Regions from separate parts of the Mus musculus genome. Here region 1 is linked to region 2. The links are chromatin contacts, called in public promoter capture Hi-C maps. All regions are on one chromosome and are shown on one strand. The core of a region is the stretch at or near the end of the contact, and the rest is flanking DNA. Distances in the headings are between cores, read along the strand shown.

Region 1 (4,369 bases), core at 1,341-3,840, 130 kb after region 2:
TATATTTCACATTCATCATGTGCAGGTCAGTCAAACTGGTAATAATTCAACTCAGCCCTTGCCTTTGTACCAACATGTACAGTGACACCCTGGAGAATTCTGTCATTCTTCTTGCCTATGTGAAATGGGTACCATAACTCAGTTTTCTCCTTACTTTTTGTCTTCCTAATGGCAGTTAGTTCAACCATCTATATTGAGCAGTAGTTTGGAGGAGAACAGAATATTACCCAAGCAGCACACTACTTGGTAACGCCTAAAAGAAGTGCTGACTCTCTCCTAGAGTAAATTAATTCATCTCTAGGCTCTATACTTGATGATGACACCAAAAGACCTAAAGACGTTTTATGGAGTGTTCAGTAGTCACCCAACAATGCAAGCAAATAAATGCTCATTGTTGATTACTAGAGCAGCACACAGTGTCATCATGTGAAAGTGAATTTTTAAGGTGAGCACAATTGTTCCAGTAGATAATATAACTCTATCCTTTATAATAAAGTAAGCCACAGGGCATATAACATGAGTGAGTGCTTCTCCAACTTTAAAACCTAGTTTCCCCCTTTCTGTGCTTTGAAACCCACCATATTCATCAAAATAAATTTTAATTGTGTTTTTACAACTTGTAAGCAAACTAATGTAAGTGTATTTACACATTCTGGATTTTTTTTTCATATCATTTCTGGAAGTGTGTTCTCATTTTTATAGATGAGATCCATGAAATCTCCTGGGTTTGTTTGTTTGTTTGTTTTTGTTTTTTAAGCAGTCTTTTGCTACAGAGCTCTTGAGTTGCTAACTGGGCTGCCTTGTCTGGCCTCAGTTGGAGAGGTTGTGCCTTGTCCTGCAAGATTTGATGTGCCAGGGTTGAGAGGCTACAGCAGGAGATAGGAGTAAGCACTGTCCGAGGGGGGACCAGAAGTGGGGACAGTGATTCGGATGTAATGTTAATAGTAATAATAATAATAATAATAATAATAATATAATAATAATAATTATTATTATTATTATTATTATTATAGAGATAAAGGAACCAAAGGGGGAGATTCTCTGTAAAATTATTTTAAACAATTATTCATCTCTTCCTTTGAAATCAATTCCCACAGCCTTACTATTAATTAGTTGTCTCTTAAGAAGGATAGATTTCACGACAAAAGCATCATCCCTGGTAGCAAGAAGCAAAGAAGTCATCTTAGGAATAGAAATGCTGTTTCACTTCTCTCTACCCAACTTCTTGCTCCAGAGGGATTCTGAGAGCTCATCATACTCACAGCTCCAGGGAACACCCAACGAGGGGCCTCTGGGAAAGCAGCCTTTCCAGGACCGTTTCATATAAGTAGATAGAGATCGGAATTGCCATTAGGGGGATGACACGGATGCTAATGCCACCAAATGGTCAGGTGATAGATGACGGTGGTAGAGTGTAGGAGATTACCAGAAGAGAATAAGGCAAGAGTTTTGATTTTGATCTTTCCTAGTGAGTAGCCTCAGGTTATGGAAGGAAAACCCAACCACAAAACTCACAATCATTTCCCAATATCCTAGGGAGATCAGAACTCATAACAGTTTCAGAAACCAACTGCCAAATCTTGTTCTTCTTCTTCATTTTAGGAAACAGGAAGTTGGTTAAGTAAAAAAAAAAAATCCCCTAGTTCAGAGTGTACAGCTGGGGTGTGTCAGAGCAAGGGCATGCAGCCAATTCACAGCTACTGCAAAGTTTCTTTTCTGCCTGGGGATTCTGACTCACACTTTTCTTCTTTGAAAATTCATGTCATCTGTCTCTCATGAAGCTCAACTTTTAGAAGGTACGGTATGAATGTTGGGTGAACAATCAGTAGATATCGTGAGCCTGAGAGTGAACACTCATAGAAGATTGTGGGACTGATAGTAAATACTCATAGGAGATCATAGGACTGATAGGGAATAATCAGGGCATATCATGGGCCTGGTAGTGAATAATCATTGTATATGATGGGTCTAGAATTGAATAATCATTGTATATGATGGGCCTGGAAGTGAATAACCATTACATTTCATGGGCATTATATTTTAGGGATTAATCTTAGAGTGTCTGCATCATTGTCAGGCATAGATCACTTAATCTTTCCCTACCAGAATAGTCAATGAAGTATAAGACTTCCTGAAAAAAGTCACTATAACTTTCTGTAGACATCAAGCCTTCCTTTAGAACAGACCAACACTTCTAGTTATTTTATTATTCTAAAATAGATGCACAGAGTCCCCAAGAAACATATAGGTCATAGGAGAGATTACAGTAGAAAGGTTCCATTTCCTTTTATTGAGAGTGGGATAGGGGAGAACTGTGTTGGTGGACACTCAAGAGATCAGGAGTAGAACACTCAGAAGAATAAACCAGGTGTCTTCATTTCTAGTTCTAGCCCAGCCACCTACTGATGTTGAAACCAATCATTTCACATTGATGGGGATGGGAGGGGGCTGCAGCTCCAGTATCACAACATAGGGATTTAATTAGATTATGTCCAACCTCAGCCATGTACTCAGAGTTGCTGCTCTTGACTCTAGGAGTATTTCACAAAGAGATGGAAGATCCTGACGTAGTTAATCTTGGACCTTAACTCCACCTCCTCCTTGGAACCATGGATCATGTCAACTACACCTGGACACGGACCTTCATCCTTGCTGGTTTCACTACCTCTGGTGCCCTCCGACCTCTTGCCTTCCTGGGGACCCTGTGCATCTATCTCCTCACACTGGCAGGGAACTTGTTCATCATTGTCTTGGTTCAGGCAGATTCAGGGCTGTCCACTCCCATGTACTTCTTTATCAGTGTCCTCTCCTTCCTGGAACTCTGGTATGTCAGCACCACAGTGCCCACCTTGCTGCACACCCTGCTCCATGGGCATTCACCCATCCCCTCGTCTGCATGCTTCGTCCAGCTGTATGTCTTTCACTCCTTGGGCATGACCGAGTGCTACCTGTTAGGTGTCATGGCTCTGGACCGCTACCTTGCTATCTGTCGTCCACTGCACTACCATGCACTCATGAGCAGGCAGGTACAGCTATGGCTTGCAGGTGCCACTTGGGTAGCTGGCTTTTCAGCTGCCCTGGTGCCTGCATGTCTCACTGCCAGTTTACCGTATTGCTTGAAAGAAATAGCCCATTACTTTTGTGACCTGGCACCACTAATGCGGTTGGCATGTGTGAGCACAAGGTGGCATGCTCGGGTTCACGGGGCAGTGATTGGTGTGGCCACTGGATGCAATTTTGTCCTCATCTTGGGACTCTATGGGGGTATTCTGACAGCTGTCCTGAAGCTGCCTTCAGCTGCCAGTCGAGCCAAAGCCTTCTCCACATGCTCCTCCCATATGACAGTGGTTGCACTGTTCTATGCTTCTGCTTTTACTGTGTATGTGGGTTCACCTCAGAGCAGACCTGAGGGCACTGACAAACTTATTGCCTTAGTGTATGCCCTCCTAACTCCATTCCTCAACCCTATCATCTATTCCCTTCGCAACAAAGAGGTGAAGGAAGCCGTGAAGAGGGTCAGTGAAAAGATCAGAACTTTGTTGAGAGACACCTAATTATCTCTTTTGACATTACCCACATTCAGGGTAAATGCAACACTCAAATGGCTTGTGAATCATTTTGCAGAATCAAAATAAATGCCAATAAGTGTACCACTGAGTTTAGCACTTACTATGCTGCATATGTTCAGTCTTTTAGACAGATCAATCAGAGGTAGAGCAGAATGAGCAAAAGGCATTTTTTTCTGAATCATTTTCAACATGACAATGAAGAAATCCATGGAAGATTAAAAACTGGCATATAGAAATATTTGAATTGTATTTGTGACTTTGATAATTATCTATCTGTCTGTCTATCTATCTATCTATCTATCTATCTAATCTATCTATCTATCTATCTATCTATCTATCTATCTATCTATCTATCTATCTATCTATCTAACCTATCTATCTATCTGTCTAATCTATCTGTCTATCTGCCTTGTACCTGGTCTGCCAAAGTTTTGGTTCTGTTTTTTAATCATCAGACCACCCCCGTGTGGGTATCTGATGGCTCACAATTTATACATCATAAAAGTGTGGGCGATAAGGTAAACAGTCATTGCAGCCTTGAAATGAAAAGGCCACCGAAAGCTAGCAGCAACATCTGACCTCAACACATGATCCCAACAGACAGTTTAAAAGACAAAAAAAAAAAAAAACATGGGTGACAGAAAGTACCCATTGACAGCATGTGTGGAGTTTCATGTAGAGCCAACAGCTCCCAGCTGATAGAGACTTGTAATCTTGAATCATCTTCCAGAAACCAGTTCTGAATCACATAACTCTTAGGGTGCATGGCTAGAGTCTAGAACTGCAAACCTAGTGTCTTC
Region 2 (4,789 bases), core at 1,334-3,833:
ACTCGGGTACCATGGTACATGCATGAAAGTCCAGTCCTGTAGAAGTAGAAATAGCAGGATCAGGAGCACATGACTGTTCTCAATTGTGAGAGTCTACTCCAAACATAAATGAAACACACACACACACACACACACACACACACACACACACACACACACACACACACACACACACACACCATGCATGCTAAGTATACATTAAAAGGTCATAAAGTAGAGTCTGCTGTGCAAGCCTTATGGCCTGAGATTAGATCCCTGGAACTTTTGTTTTTGTTCTTGTTTTGTTTTTTTGAGCATGGTTTCTCTGTGTAGTCCCAGCTGTCTTGGAACTCACTCTGTAGACCAGGCTGGCCTAGAACTCAGAAATTCGCCTGCCTCTGCTTCCCAAGTGCTGAGATTAAAGGCGTGCGCCACCACACCCAGCTACCTGGAACTTTTATAAAGAAACAACTCCCCAATGTTGTCCTGTGGTTTCCACATACATATTGCGATTTGTATATAATTTCTCACATCCTCCCCCAAAACACACATCAAGTATTCATTAGCCATTCAAAGGAATGAATTTCTGTCATTTGAAGTTTGATTGAATTTGACTGAAACTGGCCATAAGTATGTTAAGTAAAACACGGCATGTACAGGAAGAGAAACATCTCACGTTTCATTTATTTACAAAAATAAACTTTGTAGAAGAATGAAACGGGATAGTGGTCAGTAGGGATGACAAGAGGCAGCAGCACTGGAAAAATGAAGATGTTCAGTAAAGGACATCAAAACTCAGCACACGTCTCATCCCAAAATAGGAAATCCTAACACATACAACTATTGATTGTTGAAGACAAGGAAATGTTTGTTACTTGGACTAGACTACTACACATTATAAGTACAAATTGGCTTTATAATGTGCCATATAAAATCTTTAAGCTAGAAAAATTATTAAGTCATTTAAACTAAAAATGTAAAAGTATACAGCATTTAGAAGGCAGGGATTGGCAGAAATCTCTGAATTTGAGGCCATCCTGGACTACATAGTCATTTCTAAGCCAATCAATGCTACATAGTGGGACCTTGTCTAAAGAACAAAAACAAAATAGATCAAAACAAAACAAAAGCACAAAATGATACAATTTTTAAAGTGGTTTAGAAAAATACAATACCTTCGAATTGCTGACAAAATACTATTTGATGGATTTAAACATAGTAGAAAAATTTGATGCTGAAAGAGCAATTTAAAGACACCAAAATTCTCTGCTAATATAGGTAAGGACCATCCAAGAAACATCATAAAGCCTGGAGGCTCACTACTTAACAATGAAAGATTTCAACCCAAGAAAAGTGAAACAATTTTAATTATATAATTACCAAATAATAACAAATTTTAGTTTTACAACATTACTCCCAGGACATTAAATAGTACTATGTAGTAAAATACAAAATTAATTGTAGACATTTAAGAGGGTCATGGCAGTGGGTGTCTATGATTCAAGGCGCCAGAGTCTGAGGGAAAGACAGAAGCTGAGGCAGAGGCCAGAGGACTGTAAGTTTGAGGCTGGCCTCAGCTATGTGCCAAGTTATCGGAAACCAGGCTTGGATAATGAAATTATTCTTTAAACAGAACCATTAACAAGCAATAATATATATTTAAACAGGTATGATATTGTCTATGACTATGGTTTAAATTTTATGCATATCTCAACTACTAAAATTTAGGCAAAACAGGATAAAAAATTAGAAAAATTACAGAAGAAATTAGTAACAGTGAACAAGTTTAACTTTCCTCATGAGTATTCACCTCCAGCATGGCATGAAGAGGAGAGTATGACAAATATTGTCTCTAACATCTGATACAGAAGGGAGCTAAGAGGAGAGCTAAACATAAAAATGTCCACAATCTATTTAAATAACTGTATTAACAAAAGTGGGACATTTTTCTCTACAGGCTAATGTGAGTTATCAAGTTGTATATGAATCTCAGTTTTGTATATTCACAAAACTGGAAAGTGTGGTTTTCATTTAACATGATTTTAGTTATCAATATTTTTTGTTTCTGTCTTGTCTTTTACACAGTCCTTCACCACAAACACCTTACTCCCATGTCTTCTCTAGTGAAGATAAATGAAGAACAGTGATAAACACTAACTCATGAAAACTCATAGGAATAGAGGAGGCATCTTTATTCTGTCATCGGCTGTCTTCCTAGTGAAGCATCGGAAACCAGCTACAGCAGGTTTAATGCTGTGAGTGAAGCTGGCACCAGCCTTGGTCCTCCACCATTCAACACTGATTTTTTTCTATGGTCCTTTATATTTCACAGATAGATCTGATCACATGTTTAAGAAACAAACAGAACTCACCTTCCTGGATATTTCTGCAGTGATGTACAGATCCTGAGACCTTCACCGGGTCAAGAAGTGGCCTGCTTGGCTTGAGTAGGTAGGCAGATAAGTCAGTAAATGAGAAACTGAACAGTTGGGTGTAAAGGAAGAGGGTAGTGATTACAAAACTCTCAGAGTTGTTTCATTTCTTGAGCAGCACTGGCTGTCTCTCCCTGTGCTGTCTCCCTCGGGTGAGGAGTGCTGAAATAGCCAGGCCTACTCCCAGTTTCGTTCATAGCTTTCAATTTCCCTGGCTTTGGAAACATCTTAACTTCCTGTAAATACTGTGGTCACTATGAAAAAAAAATCACAGCTTAGTCAGGCTCACATTCTTTTCTGATGAATCTCACTAAATAAGAAAGTCCTAACCTTACAACTTTTGTAGCAAACGGATGTACACTAGCCACTAGACACAAAATTCACATACATGGTACAACCAGATCAAGGTGTTAAAACTAGCTGACCAGGGTTCTGCTCTACTTAGATAGGAGTCCTGGACAGCTAAGGTGGAGTTTTTATTGTAGTAAAGTACTCAAGGCCCAGGGAAGAGTCTAATACACTCAGGGTTTACAAGTATCAAGCCCTTTGGAAGCCAGAGAATTGTGGTTTTGAGGTCTTGCACAGACAGGCTGGTCTCCAGTTGAGCTGAGGTCTGAACTCCAAAGGGTGATAATTCAGCTACATGACACAGTAGGCATTCCCTTATGCTGCTGGAACTCTGGCTCCTGCCTAAGTTACCTCCCCCCACAGACCCCACAAGAGAAGCATGGGTAGAAGTCATGTAGGCAATGGCCCAAGCTTCTGACCTTCAGGCTAAACTCCTCCCCAGTTACCTAGCAACAGTAAAGACCATAAAAAGGGCTGTTCAGCTTCTGTTTGCTATCTTACTTGTCTCTTCTCTTACTCCTTTGTTCTCTTAACTCTCACTCTTCTCTCCTCTTTCCTTTCTCTTTGTCTTCTCCTCTCTTCTCTCTCTCTTACTCTTTCTCTCTAGCCTTCTCTCTCTCTCTCCCTCTCCCTCCCTCCCTTTTCTCTCTCTCCCTCCTCTCTCTCTCTTTTTCTAGCTTCTCTCTTATACCCCTGCATTTCTATAATAAAGCTCTAAAACCATAGAGTCTCTGCTCATCAAAATCTGCTACCCTCACTCTCGCAAGTTTTGGGAACCTCTCTTCTGCCATCCTTCTCTCCTATAACCATGGTGGCTTTAGCAAAGTAGCTCAAGGGATCCCAGGTAGGGCTGACCCTTGGCCACCCCCTGAAGAGTGGGTCAGAGGCTTGAATGCCCACCCAGGGCTGAGTGGAAAGTGTATGGCAGCTCTCCCACACCTGACAGACCAGAGAATAGGTAAAATTCTGGTGGGGTGTGGGTTTTCTCTTCCCCTGGGCCCCCTTTTTAGTTCCCAACAGCTTGTGGTTCTGGGATTTAACCACCAACTGCCAACAAGGTACTTGGAAGTTTTCATAATGAACTTCTGAAAGCAGCAGATGAAAGACAGTTTCAAACAGACAGTGCCTTTGTGACCCTGGGACCTCGAGAGTGGCTGGTGTCACAGCTGAGGTGTTATAGTTCTTGGCCCTTAAGGATTTGCAGCTGTCTGCAATGCTCCTGGTTGTCAGTCAATAGTACCTCAGTTTTCAGCTCTTCATAGCCATACTTGTCTTTATCTCTGACAGCTCTATGTCAGCTGGAGATACTGTCTGGATTTCTTCAGCTGCCTTTTCATCACACTGACCACTGTATGACTACCCCACTTCTAACACTCTATTTTCTCTCTTTTTAAAATTTTATTTAATCTTCTCTTTTTACACTCCATATTTTATCCCCCACCCGGCCCCTGGTTCACCCTCTGATTGTTCCCCACTCCATACCTACTTCCTGCCACCCTGTCTCCACAAGTATGTCCCCAACCCTATCCCTCACCTCTCCTAGACCTCCCCATTCCCTGTGGCCTTCAGTTTCTTGATAGTTAGGTGGATCTTCTCAGACTGAATACAGATCTGTCAGTCTTTTACTGGATATGTGTTGGGAGCCTCATATCAGCTGGTGTATGTTACTTGGTTGGCGTTCCAGTGTCTGAGAGATCTCATGGGTCCAGGTTAAATGAGACTGCTGGTCCACCTACAGGGTGGCCCTCCTCCCCAGCTTCTTTCATCTTTTCCCTGATACAACCCCATGGGTCAGCAGCTTCTGTCCATTGGGTGGGTGGAAGTACCTGCAGCTGACTTTTTCAGCTGCTGGTTGGGTCCTTCGGAGGGCAGTCATAATCGGTCCCTACTTGTGAGAGCTCCACAGCCTCAGTAATAGTGTCAGACCTTGCCATCAACTGGACTGTAGACAGATGTCTAGGCATAGAAATCAGCATCTGAATACATACTGTCCAAGACTTACCCCCAAACATGGATTTGTATACTTGCTG

The links. Promoter capture Hi-C pulls out the DNA fragments that hold promoters and counts their contacts.
Region 1: a contact with region 2 is called in a promoter capture Hi-C map of macrophages, with 7 read pairs. The contact joins the promoter of Olfr433 here to the promoter of Ifi211 in region 2. A contact is called at or near these places in 1 of 39 promoter capture datasets (macrophages), 2 of 15 datasets of contacts at CTCF or cohesin (CD8 T cells and the NIH/3T3 cell line), 2 of 115 datasets of contacts at active chromatin or transcription factors (CD8 T cells and bone marrow-derived macrophages) and 2 of 9 other capture datasets (adipose tissue and liver).

What each region holds. Positions count from the first base shown.
Region 1 is chr1:174,039,343-174,043,711 of GRCm38.p6, forward strand. It overlaps Olfr433 (olfactory receptor 433), which reads left to right and starts at 2,591. Exons shown (of 1, transcript NM_146717.2): 1 at 2,591-3,594. The coding sequence starts at 2,610. The coding sequence ends at 3,554.
Region 2 is chr1:173,910,463-173,915,251 of GRCm38.p6, forward strand. Ifi211 (interferon activated gene 211) reads right to left here and starts at 2,584. Exons shown (of 7, transcript NM_001033450.4): 1 at 2,352-2,584.